2 separate regions of the Rattus norvegicus genome follow, and region 2 is linked to region 1. The links are chromatin contacts, called in public Hi-C maps. All regions are on one chromosome and are shown on one strand. Each heading gives the region's core, a stretch centred on a gene start, on an enhancer-like site or on the middle of the called end of the contact. The rest is flanking DNA. Distances are from core to core; before and after follow the strand shown. Region 1 overlaps Cfap77 (cilia and flagella associated protein 77). Region 2 holds the start of Cfap77 (cilia and flagella associated protein 77).

Region 1 (6,154 bases), core at 2,575-5,074:
CAACTTATGGACTCAAGTTCTCTCCTTCCATCTGTACACGGGTGCCAGGGATCGAACTCACCTTCCCTGCAGAGGTATCTCTCATTGCCCTCCACCTTGTTTGAGGCAACACCTCTCTGACCCGCAGCTCATTGAGTATGCTGAACAGCCCGGCCAGTGAACACCAGGGATCTGCCTGACTCTGCCGCCTCAGTGTGGGATTCTAGGCGAGTGTTGCCCAACTTTTATGTGGGCTGTGGGGATGGACTTCAAGTCTCATGCTTGCAGGCACCGACTGAACTGTCTCTGTAGCCCCAGGGTCTCATCTTCAGAGGCGCAAATGCCCCTGATTTCTCCTGGCCTAGTGAGTGGGTAGACACAGACCTGGTTTTCTAGTAGCAGAACCTCTCCAGGTTTGCAGAGAGTCATTGTCTCTCTGCACTTCAGTCCCCCGTCTTGTCAAGTGAGGGTGGTCCCTCCCCCAACCCCTTTCCAGTCATGAGTCAGGACTGGTGCTGAACAGAACCCTTGCAGGGAGGCAGGAAGTTTGCCCGCACAGTTGTTCTTTGAAGCCCCAGTGTGTGTCAGCAGGGAGGGTCGGATTCTGTGTCCTTGCTCTGCTATTTTTGGAGCCAGTAGCAGAATAACAATTTAGGGGACCAGATGTCTCAGGAGAGATTGTTCTCCTCATTAATTACTTAACCCACAACCTGCTACATCAGAGGGGAGGCTCCAGCCTGTTCGCCAAAGAGGTCTTGCCCTGACTAGTGTTCTACTGGGGCCTCTGACCTCCAGCTGCCCCGAACTTGACAGAAATTACTGGCCTGGGACTGATCCATAATTTTCAAGTGCCTCTCATTAGAGCAGACAGCCCCTCAATCTTTACAGCAGGATCGCTGTCCCAGTCACCTGCACGGTTGTCATTTAAGAAACTCAACTAAACCTCAGTGGCTGTCACCCCCCTCCCCCGAGCTCTTTGGTAGATTTTCTTTCTTTTTTTTTTCCCCTACTCTGGCTATTTTTCCTTCAAGCCTCTCTTCACCTTGTTAGGCCTCAGACCTGTCTCTGGAAAGCTGGGGCCCAGTTGGAGACCATGTGTAACCAAGTGTCAGAGGGCCCAACGATGGGTATGTGTCAGAGACTGGGAGTCTAGTGAGCTCCGTGGAAAAGCTGCTTGACCTGGGTGTGTGCACGGTCTTGGGTTTGAGTTTTCCTGGCCATTGCAAGCATGGGAGGGGCTGTGTGCTCCACGCACCAGTCCATTCCAACGCTGGCAGTTACCCAAGCAGACTGTAGGACTCCATTTTGAAGCTTGTGGCCAATTCCTGCTGCCCTTGTCCCTGGAAGAACCCCACTATGGCAGCTTAAACTCTCCATCTGTAGCAGAGGCTCAAGCTGAAGAAATGTGGAAACCACAAAAGAGAAAGGGGAGAAAACCAAACGAGCCTTTGACCTTGAGCAGGTGCACCCAGGCCGCCCAGTCAGCCACAGGCCATCTGCACTTGACCGGTGCCCCATGCCCTCACCTCTCTTCTGTTTTCATATCAAAGTGGGCTGGAGAGATGGCTCAGCCTTCAAGAGCACTGGCTGCTCTTCCAGAGGACCTGGGTTCAATGCCCAGCACCCACATGGTGGTTTACAACTCCAGTTCCAGAGATCTGACACCTTTTTCTGGTGTCTCCCAGCTCTGCATGCACCCATGACATACATTCAAACAAAAAACAAAACAAATCCCAAAAAACCTGTATGTATAAAATCAAAATACATAAATTTAAACGACATCGGCCCTATGTTCTAGTCGGTAGCCATTTTCTGTGATTATTTCCATACAGCCTCGTGGCTTTGAAGTGTCTGCCTGTTGATTCAGATAAATCCAGAGAGTGTGGTCACCTCCCCAGTGGCTGCTAGCCGTGTGGATGGAAGCCGGGCTTTGTTTGACTTCGGTTCCCTGCGATTTAAGGGTTGCTGTGGCGGTGGGGTCTCCGCACTGTCCACTGCCTCAGTCCGATAGGCTCCGTTGGCTTGGTCCTGTCAAGGAGATGTGTTCTGGGTTCCAGTGTTCATTCCATGTTACCATGTCACATGTACCTCCTCTGTCACCGTTAGAGGACACTCCGAAAAGTCTCTCTAGGTTCTCTTGTGATGTAAAACCACTGGCAGGACGTTTGTGTCCGGGTGCATGCATGCTTACGGGCATGTGTGTGGGTGCGTGTGCGTGTGTGTGTGTGTGTGTGTGTGTGTGTGTGTGTGTGTGTGCGCGCTGTAAAAAAAAAATTATGTTTTCCTTCCCAGCTCCTACTCCTGGAATGACAACTCTGAAACTATTTATTAATAAAGGCCTAGGCCACAAACCTTGGCCCATCCCTGACTAGCTCGTAACTTATTTAACCCATTCAAACTATTCTGTGTCTTCCACAAGGTTACTTACCTCCCCTTCAGTCCTGGCCTGCTTCTTCCTTCGCTTCTTCCTCAGGGTCTCCTCCTCTAGCTCTCCCTGCATCTCCTTTTATTCTCCCCCCTTTCCCAGAATCCTTTCACTTCCTGTCAGTGTCCCACCTCCTATTTCTTGCCTCATCTCATTGGCCATCAGCTTTTTTTTTATTGACAGGTGGTGCTTATAAGAGACTTTCATGTGTGTGTGTGTGTGTGTGTGTGTGTGTGTGTGTTGTAAGCTGGGTGTGGGGAGGGGCACGCTCCCCTGTGTCTACCAGAGATCGACTTCTTCTGTTGCTTCTGTCTCCCCTTGGAACCAGAGCTCACCATTTCAGCTAGTCTGACTAGCCAATGGGTACCCGGGATCTGCTGTCCCCACGTCCCCCGTGCTGGGATCATACGCACTTACCATTGCCCCCGGCTTTTGTGTGGTTGCTGGGAATCTGGTCTTCGTGCCTGGGCAGCAGCTCTTTACTGACTGAGCCGTCTGGCCAGCCTCTGGTTCTGTTAGATGAGGTTTCACTAGGTAGCACAGGCTGCTCTCAAACAAGCCTCTACTTCCCAATTCCTGCGATTACAGGTACTTCTCACTGCGACCAACCAGCAAGCATGCCTGCGTTCAACCTCAGACATAGTTACTGCTGATCTTATGGACCCGGAGTGGTGTCCCCGCTCCCCTCCCCATCACTCTGAGATCCCATGAGCCTGTGTCTGTGGGCCATGGAGGCCTCCATGCTGGCATCCACGCACTCGTGTCTTCCACCCGTGAGCCTATCATCACGGGGCATACATTCCTTTCCCTGCCTTCCCATGTCACCTTTGTGTGGCTCTGCATCCAAGTCTCTTCCACAAGCCTCTCCTCAGTCTGCGTGTCTGTAATACAGAATACACTTGGCCCAAGGGAAGGATGTTTTAAATGAGGAGTGATGGTGTACTTGGCCTTGGAAAGTATAGTCAGGAAGATCAGACATTCATCGTCATCCTCAGCCATAACATGAGTTCAAGTCTAGCCAGGTCTAGAGACTGCGGGTAGGAACAGCATTCAAAGAGAATGACTGTTAGAAGGGAATGAGTGCTTGTGGGGGGAGCCCAGGGGAAGCAGGATAAGGTGGAGGGCAGGGGGCAGGGGGAGGGGCCAGGGGAGGGGGAGGGGCCGGGGGAGGGGGAGGGGCCAGGGGGAGGGGCCAGGCTGGCTCACTGGAGACTCAAGATTGCTGTCTGCTTCTGGGCTGGGAGCTCTTTACCAGTGGTGTGTTGCATTCACAAAGTCTCTGCCAGCCCCAAATTTCTGAGATTCTTTTATTTAATCCAGCTGCAGGGAACAAAGGACGCAGCCTGTGAAGGGATGGTGACCCCAGGCACACTGGGGATAAATCTATCCTGGCACTGCCAGTCAGCTCCCTGCCTGGGCTCACTGACCCAGGCCACACTTGCTTGCTTTCATTTCCTCTAATTTGCCAAGATTCCTTCCACTTCAGACCTTAGGTTAACCCCTCCTGTCTGGGACATTTCTCTTTTTCCTTCCCCTGGGCAGTTCTCATCCTTTCTAGAGATTCTGCCTATGCCCATAAAGTTAGATTCTCCTGTCCCAGATCTCATTTAACAGCTCCGGTGTAAGCTGTAATTCAGCAGTTGTGTGCTTAGCAACTGTGCCGCTGGGCAGTGTGGGCCAGGCTTGTCCTGTCTTCCTCTGTGGTGTCTCTAGGGCACCGTGGAGCGGACGCTCAGGTCCATCTTTGAAAAATGTTTAGATTCATGCAGTGTCCCGCCTTTAAGCAGGGCCACACCGTTGTCGACTAGGGGTAGGGTTACTGGTTTGCAGTGTTCCCTGGACTGCTAGGAAGCTGCTATGGTCATACTCTTATTTACCTGCATTGACCTCAGAGTGGCTCAGAGCTCCACTCAGCCAAGCTCTCTCCTGCCAAAGCCATTACAGTTTCTTAGCTCCAGGCGGAGACAGACCGCGGATGGCTTAATTTAGAAGCATCTCAGAAGGAATTTCCTTACTCCACGGCTCTCCACCAGCGGCTCCACAGGGTCTAACGGTCATGACCATGCAGGGGCTCTCAGGCTGATGCTTACCGGGCTCCTCCAGGGCCGCAAGTGGCTCCTTTGTAAGGGGAGCTATTACAGAAGACTGTGAGCTTAACCCCAACACCTACACTGAACCTCTGATCCTCCTGCCTCTGCCCCCAGTGCTAGGATTCACAGGAGTATGCCACCACGCCCAGTGTATGCACTGCTAGGGGGACCCCAGGACCTCATGTATACTAGACAAGCACACGATTTGCTGAGCTGTACCCCCAGTCACTCCTCTGTTCTAGAGGCCTACTTACTTGAGATGACTTCCAGGTAAGTCAACAGGCTGGCCACTAGGCATATCCCTAGAGTCTCACTTCTTAGACTCCAAGCTCAGGAGGTATACATTCCCTCTCCCTTCTGCTGACACTGTTTGCCCTCTAGAGCCTACCTTCCCCTCCCAATCCTCCCACCCGAGGCCACGTGAATTATATCCCTTTTAATTGGGTCCATCCTGTTTAACCACGTATCCAGTACCAGGCCTCATGTTGAACGAAGATCATGCTTCAAAGAACCTCGTGCTACATGTGCAGGCCTGCCCAAGCTCCCACTGTGAGTGAGTCCAGTACAGAGGCTGTCCTACAGTGGTGTGTGCTTGTGGCTTGCCCCACAGTTAGCCTGGTACTACTGAGAACAGGGCAGGTGAGGGATGCCCATGACCAGCCTCTGAAGAGGACTTCCCACAGCCCAAACACCCAGTCAGAAAGTAAGCCCATGAGAAATGGAGAACGGACTGATGCTAGGTAAGAAATGTGAGCTTGCTGGGCATGGTGGCTCACCCCATTAATCCCGGCACTCGGAGGCAGAGGCACGCAGATTTCTATGAGTTTGAGGCCAGCCTCGTCTACACAGTGAGTTCTAGGATGGCCAGGGCTATGTAGAGAGAGCCTGTCTAAAAAAACCAAAAACAAAACTATAACAAAACAATACCAAAGAGATATGAGTTTAACTGTCAGAGTAGACACTTGGTGCTTAATAAATGTATTCCAGATGGATGGATTGATGCATATTTCTGCTTCAGTGGGGTTGTTTGGTAAATGGGGTATGCAAAGTGAACGTGTCTTTGGGTGGTTGAGTTTGTGTGTGCATGTGGAGGCCAGAGGTTGACATCTGGGGTCCTGTCTCTGTAATCAGGGCTCACCTTAGTTTTTTATTTTATGTACCTAAGTATTTTTGCCTACATGTATATAAGTGCATCATATATGTGTTGTGCCCTTGAATACCAGCAAAGGACACGTGGGTCCCCTGGAATTGGGGTTACAGTTGCTTCTGGACTGTCATGTGGTGTTAGGAAACAAACTCAAGGTCCTCTGCCAGGGCACCAGGTGCCTGCCCTTAGGTACTGGACACCCCTCCAGCATCTGCTCACTGTAAGTCTTGAGACACATCTCATAGTGGGACGTGGGGCTCACCAAGTGGGCTAGACTGTCAGCCACAGATCCTGTCTCTTTCTCTCTAGCCCTGGGAATATAGACATGTGTGTCTGTAATGGCTTGTATGTAGGTGCTGTGGATCAAACTCACATCTTTATGCTTGCAAGGCAAACACTTTACTGACTGTGGCGTTTCAGCTCTATGGTGTGATTAAATATCCTGGCAAACCCAATTTTTTAAAAAGATTTATTTATTTTATTTATATGAGTACACTGTAGCTGTCTTCAGAC
Region 2 (6,400 bases), core at 3,604-6,103, 110 kb before region 1:
TGGTTCTGCTCTTAGTAATTTTCATTTTTTTGGCATGGATTAACGATTTCTCTTTGGCTGTGCCTGTGCTGCTGAGAATACAGGGAAAACCCACAAGTGGGCAGATGGGCTGTATTCTAATCACGGTTGGAACCAAAACACTATCTAGAACCAGTTCTGTTTCTTTAGATCCGGAGTGTCCCCTAGGGTAGCCAGATGAGGTTAATGAGCACCTGAAATGGGGCAGAGCCAACCCATAAAATGGAAATAGATATGCTAGCAACAGTCTCTTCACTGAGCACCGTCCCCAGCGCTACCCTAGTTCCTGACCCTTCCAGGAGCCATCAGTAGGAGCGGTTTCCCTATTTTCCTCCACATCCTTATTGTTACAGCACATTGTTATTGTTTAGTGGGGTTTTGTTTTTTGGGTTTTTTTTTCCCCTTAGCTGTTGAGCTCTTTTTGGCCCCAAATGAATTTTTGCCATGGTCTGTGGCCCTTTCAGTAAAATTAATTACAACTGCCCCTTCTGAACCTTGCCTTTAATTTGAAAATAGTATATGTTGTGTAAATGAATGCATGTCTGCTGGGTGATCGTGGAGGTCCCTGGAACTTAAGTCATAGATGGGTGTGAACTACTATATAGATTTGGATGCTGGGAACCAGGCCCAAGTCTTCCACACAAGCAACAAGTGATCTTAACCCCTGAATCATCTCTCCACACCCTTACCCGCTCTTGAGGAACTGGAGGGATTTATGCAGAAGAGCTTATTTACTTATCCTCACTAAATGCACAGGAGAAGGGTGTAAGTGGGGAAGCTAGGAGTTCAAACTCGGGTCCTCATGTTTGTGCAAGTTTTACTTGCTGAGCCAGCTCAACCTTAATTCTTTTGTCTGTTATCCTTTATATAAAATCAACATCCTTTCAGACTTCCAGGGCCTTCAGTTCCTCATGACATAGCCTGACCCATGCTGTGCATTTCCTGGCATCCTCTCTTCTTGGAACAATGTTTTGATTTCCTACGAGAGACCTCTCAATGCCTTTATGCCCGGTGACTAGCCTCGGTGCAAAAGCCATTTTAACAGGGTACCGTTACGGACTCCATAACTGGGTCCCATTATCCCTTCGGCACAGACTTCCCAAACAGCCCAGCGGGTTCCCGAGGAGCGCTCAGTTTCAACTAAAGAGCGGAAATCACCTATCCCTACTTCCGGCCCCACGCAGCCTCTGCTCACCGCCCTGGCTTCTGACTGACCCTGCTATGCCCCTGCCCCGAGGCAGCGACCCGAGGATCCCGCAAACCGCGGCCTGGGCCCCAGGCCCCCACAACCCCCGGCGGCGAGGAACAGGCCGATCCGCCTCAGGCCGCGGCCTCGCTTGGAACAAGGCCACAGCGCAGTCGCCCGCCACACTTGGGGGGCAGAAATTCAATGAAAGCTCGTCCAACCTACCCTGAGATAGTGTAGCACTCGTCTTTCAACCCGGAAGTGTTGTGAGGCGGAAATACTGTACTGACTTCCGTCTTGCTGCGCATCCGGCTGCCATAGTAACATGGCGGCGCGCAAGGATTGGGCGCATGCGTAGTTGCCTACCTATGTTCCTGCCGTAATGTATAGGATAGAGAAAAAGTGTGTCCTAATTAAGCAAGCCAGGCAAATCCCAGCCCTCCAGAAGCAGAGGAGGTATATGTGAGTTCGAAGCAAGCCTGATCTACATAGCGAATCTGAAGTCAGTCTACAGTGAGACCCTGTCTTAAAAAAAAAAACTCCAAAATTTAACTTATAAGAAAAAGCAGCCCGGTGGTGGTAGCACACGCCTTTAATCCCAGCACTTGGAGGCAGAGGCAGGTAGATCTCAAAGCCTGGTCCAGGACAGCCAAGGCTACACAGAGAAACCCCATCTCGAAAAGAAAAAAATAAGTCAAAAAGTAATTGGGCCATCAAATTATCAAATTAGAGCTAATATCACCCGAACGTTAAGCTTTTTGTGTGGTGGTCATAAAAGTCGAAAGACTTTCTCTTGTTTGAGATAGGATCTCATGTAGCCTGGGTGCCTTCAAACACACCATGAACTTCTCTGCCTCTACGTTCAGAACTGAGATAACAGGCAGATACCACCACACCAGGTTTTTTATTGTGCTGAGGACAGATCCCAGGGCCTAATAGATGTTGAACAAGCACTCTACCAACTGAGCTATATAGCAGCCTAAAAGCCATAAGTTTTATTCTTTACTCTTACAAGAATCCTATGTCGTAGGTATCTTTATTAGGTAATACTGTCTCAGTCCCATTTTGTAGTGGGAAAACTTGAGGCTTTTGGCAAGTTGGTAAGATGATTTATCTGGCCCAGGGATACAATCCATGCTTTCCCCTCTACTTTGCCATTCTCCTTCAAACTACTGTGACTTTCTCTGTGTGAGCTGTTAAGCATCTTTCATTTAAATGGGCTGGAGATATGGTTTAGTGGTTAAGAGCACTTACTGCTTTTCCAGAGGACCCAGGTTCAGTTCCCAGAACCTATAAGGTGCCCTACAACTGCTCATAACTCCAGTTCTAGGGGATCCAATGCCCTCTTCTGATGTCCTCATGCACCAGGTATAGACACATGGTGCATATACCACATGCAGGCAAAACTTTCGTATACATTCAAAAAATCTTTTAAAAAGCACAATTGGCCAGCTGAAGTAACAAATGCCTGTAATCCCAGCATGTGTAAGGCTGAGGCAGGAGGATCACAGGTTTGGGTTACATAGTGAAGCAGCCTGGGAAAACCGTAAGTAGACACACTGCATCCCTGCAGGTCTGTGTCAAGCCTTGTCTGAGCAGCTGGACGTCTATGTTGTCTGCTTTGGCACTGACAGTGTCCACTGATGGTAGGCAAAGCCTTGGAGTTCATATTGGTTGTCAGTGCATCTTGCTCCGAGGTGAACTCAGAGTCTTGTGGAAGTGGGTATTTTTGTGTTTAATGTTGAAGGTGGAACAATGAACTCACATATACGGCATGCACTGAGGCATAGACTTTCACGTAGGCCGAAATCCATATGCGTACAATAAAAGGGAGCATTTTACAGAAATAATTCTTTTTTATTTTAATTTTATGTGCATTGGCATTTTGCCTGCACGTGTCTGTGAAGGTGTCAGATCCCCTGGAATTAGAGTCACAGGCAGTTGTTGTGAGCTGCCATGTGGGTGCTGGGCATTGAAACCAGGTCCTCTGGAAGAGCAGGCAGTACTCTTAACCATTGAGCCTCCAAAAAGAATTCTTATTTTTTCATATGGACTGCATAATAGACATCATTACTGCACCATGTTACAATCCATGAGCGTGGAGCTGGAGGAGAGCTTATTGGTTAAGAACACTTGTTTGCCTTGCAGAGGACCCAGCACTATACCGAGGCTCACAAACATCCATTGCTCTGGTTCCAGAGCATCCAGAATCCTCTTCTGACTTCCGCAGGCATCAGGCAGACATAGATGCATTAACACATGTGCTGACAAATATACTCATACACATAAATCTGTAAAGAGTCTTTATAACAGAGCTGTGGACTTGCAAAGCTTCATTACACATCTTTTTTTTTTCTTCTGGAGCTGGGGACCGAACCCAGGGCCTTGCACTTGCTAGGCAAATGCTCTACCACTGAGCTAAATCCCCAACCCCTTTATTACACATCTTTAATCCAGCCCTCAGGCATCGGAGGCAAATGGATCTCTGAGTTCCAGGCCAGTGAGGGCTGCACAGTGACAACCCTCTCCTAATCAGTAGCCATGGTGAGGACCTGGTCATATCCCAAAGTGCCCTTGACAGTTAATGGTTGTTGGGGGGCAAGGAGGACTTTATGTCCTAGTGTAAGTCACCCTCTCCTATGCTTAGGTCAGCAGCCTTAACTGAATTCAGTGGGGCACAAAATGATACCTGAGAGTGGAAGAGGGACTTGCTGACCAGAAGGGTTCAGCAACTGGGGAGAGGAATAAGGAGATGGTATGAACACAGCTCGTCATGCTTACGCATGAAATTGTTAAATGGTTTTTAAAATGCCCCAAGAGAAAATGCCTTCGATACAGGTTGAAATCTTCAGGGTCTACAGTGGTTCGCCTTGAATGAGAATGGTGTCATCTATTTAAACAGTTGTTTTCCAGTTGGTGGAGATGTTTGGAGAGGTCTAGAGGTATGGCCTTCCTGGAGTAGGTCACTGGGGTTTCAAAGTCTCCTGCTATTTCCAGTGTTCTCTCCCTCTCCCTCCCTCCCTCCTGCATGATTGGGGAGTTCAGGATGTGAGGTCTCAGAAACCTTTTCTAGCCACCATACCAGCCTGCCACAGGGGACCCGTATCCCTTTAGAACCATAAGCAGGAATAAACTCTTCCTTCTCTAGTTGTTCCTTGTCCTGGTGTTTTATCACAGAGGGAGAGGGAGAGGGGGAAGGAACTGTGACTAGAGTGGGGTAGTTAGAGGGAGGGTGTAAGCCAAGGATAAACCTCTTTTCTTTTAACACAACCTAGATTCGATTCTTGGGTTTTTCCATATGGACTCGAGACAAGTCTAAAAGGTCTCTGTGGTTGCTAAGAATTTCTGGAAAGAAAACCGGAAGCTCCTGAGCTGTTGGCGTCCTGTCGCCAAGGAGACGGGACATTCCATTTCTCTGAAAGGGGTAGTCTAGACACTCTTCCCTGTCTCAATCTGCAGCGAGGTGCCCAAATCTCTCCGAAGAACTGGCGGGGTTTAAGCGTTCGACGGAGGCTCCGCAGGTGGGCGCGCTCTGCTCCGGAGTCTGCTTTGCCACGGGGTACACCCCAGGGTCCCCGTGGTGCAGCCCGGAGCGCGCGCACGCTCGGGGCTGGGGTCCTCAGACAGCGCAGAACTCTGTGGACTTTGCAGCCAGGGTCTGATCCCGGAGACCCCCAGGATGCCTGACCCGGGGAAACCCCGGAAAGACCTCTCGCGATGGAAGAAGAAGAAGCAGCCCGTGCACCGCACGGTCAGCCAGATCTGCCCGCCGCCCCGACGGCCGCTGACGGTGGTCGACATCCGCCCGGGCATGGAGAACGAAAGGCTGGGGGTCGTGCGTGACTCCATGTTTCAGAACCCGCTCATTGTCAAGGTGAGCGCCCGGGCGCGATCGTCCCCTCCGCGGGCACCGACGCCGCCGATGGTTTCCGGCTGCTGAACCCCCTGTCCTCAGGGCCCAGGGTTTGGGCGCAGTGTTGGAAACTTGCTCTGGGGTGGAACAGGCCTGGACTCTCTGCAGTCGTAGCCGGTCCCTGAACCTCAGGAACCTCTGTGTCTCAAGTGGCACACGTTAGTGGGGTCTTTCCCCACGACTTGGAAAGACTATGGATAGAGCAATATCTACGGGGCTCGATCTACCCGCAGGGTGATAGATCTCAGGTACCCATCCTTGCCCTTGCCACCCAAGACCCACCTTCCCCAGCACCTCTGGTCTACAATGCAGCAGGTGCTCTGGGACTCTCGCGGAAGCATCACATCACCACCCTAAGTGTGTCGGGATGTGGGATCCAAACCCCTCTAGGAGACAGGGCTGGCACTCGCGTGGGAGCAGCGTTTATAGACGGATCACTTTCCCTTTCAGTGCCAGTTCCCCGCACCTTTGTTTGTTTTCCTGCCTGCCTGAAAACTACACGTGGCGGTGGACTCTTTACGCGCGGGGAGACAGAAAAAGTAAAGTTGAAGTTTAGTGGAGCAAATTTATATTGTGCCGCTAGAGGGCAGTATGCTTCTAAAAATGAGCTCGGTTTCCCAGGTTCCGGAGAGGGATGGGCGCGCTGATGGTTTCTCTGACTATAGGCAGACTTATATAATTAGAACTTTCTGGGCTAATTAAAGCTCCTCGGAGGATAGAATCTAGATACAGTGAACCCGTGCAGCAGCATTCTTAGCACTGGCCCTCTGAGTTGTCTCTACAGTGGAATAGGTCTTGCTTACTTCTTCGATTACTAATCTCAGCAGGGACCTGGGACAGACAGTTGGAATTCATTGCCTTAGGCCAAGGAGAAAATCAAGTACCGCCTATCAATGGCAGTACTAATAATTTTCCAACATTACTTCTATCTATCTATCTATCTATCTATCTATCTATCTATCTATCTATCTATCTATCTACATCCCAAATGCTGCCCTCCCCTCACCTCTGTCCTCCCTCCAAGAGTTCCTCCCTTACCCCTCCCCTCTGAGAGTGCATTCCCCGTCCCCGCTGTTATCCTCCTGACCTGGTGCATCTAGTCCAACATCGCTTTAAGCAGGTGTCACTAGTGTGCAGCTCCTTCCCACTTAAATATGAGAGGAAGGGCATTATAGAGTCACTTCCACAGTGAATTCTTGGGTAACGTTCATACCAGGTGACACATATATATGTATATCTGCATTCACTTGTATATATGTCTAGCACACACATGTGTTATATAT

Evidence for each region. Hi-C and Micro-C count contacts between places; a contact is called where the count stands out from the background.
Region 2: a Hi-C map of Schwann cells shows a contact between it and region 1, with 5 times the contacts expected there. The contact joins the promoter of Cfap77 here to the enhancer-like site in region 1. A contact is called at or near these places in 8 of 12 Hi-C or Micro-C datasets (the A7r5 cell line, the Rat2 cell line, Schwann cells and 5 more) and 1 of 1 datasets of contacts at active chromatin or transcription factors (oligodendrocytes).

Annotation. Positions count from the first base shown.
Region 1 is chr3:32,662,386-32,668,539 of GRCr8, reverse strand. All of the region lies in intron 5 of Cfap77 (cilia and flagella associated protein 77), which reads left to right. Among named protein-coding and RNA genes, the nearest start is that of Barhl1, 19 kb to the right of the region's middle. Within about 2 kb of position 3,824, at least 11 of the 93 cell types and tissues checked have an H3K27ac peak or open chromatin away from gene starts, as enhancers often do. A contact at or near this core is called in Schwann cells, where this site is marked.
Region 2 is chr3:32,777,714-32,784,113 of GRCr8, reverse strand. Cfap77 (cilia and flagella associated protein 77) reads left to right here and starts at 4,853. Exons shown (of 6, transcript NM_001127563.1): 1 at 4,853-5,078. The coding sequence starts at 4,884. It overlaps Ttf1 (transcription termination factor 1), which reads right to left and starts at 1,467. Exons shown (of 12, transcript NM_001427196.1): 1 at 1,430-1,467.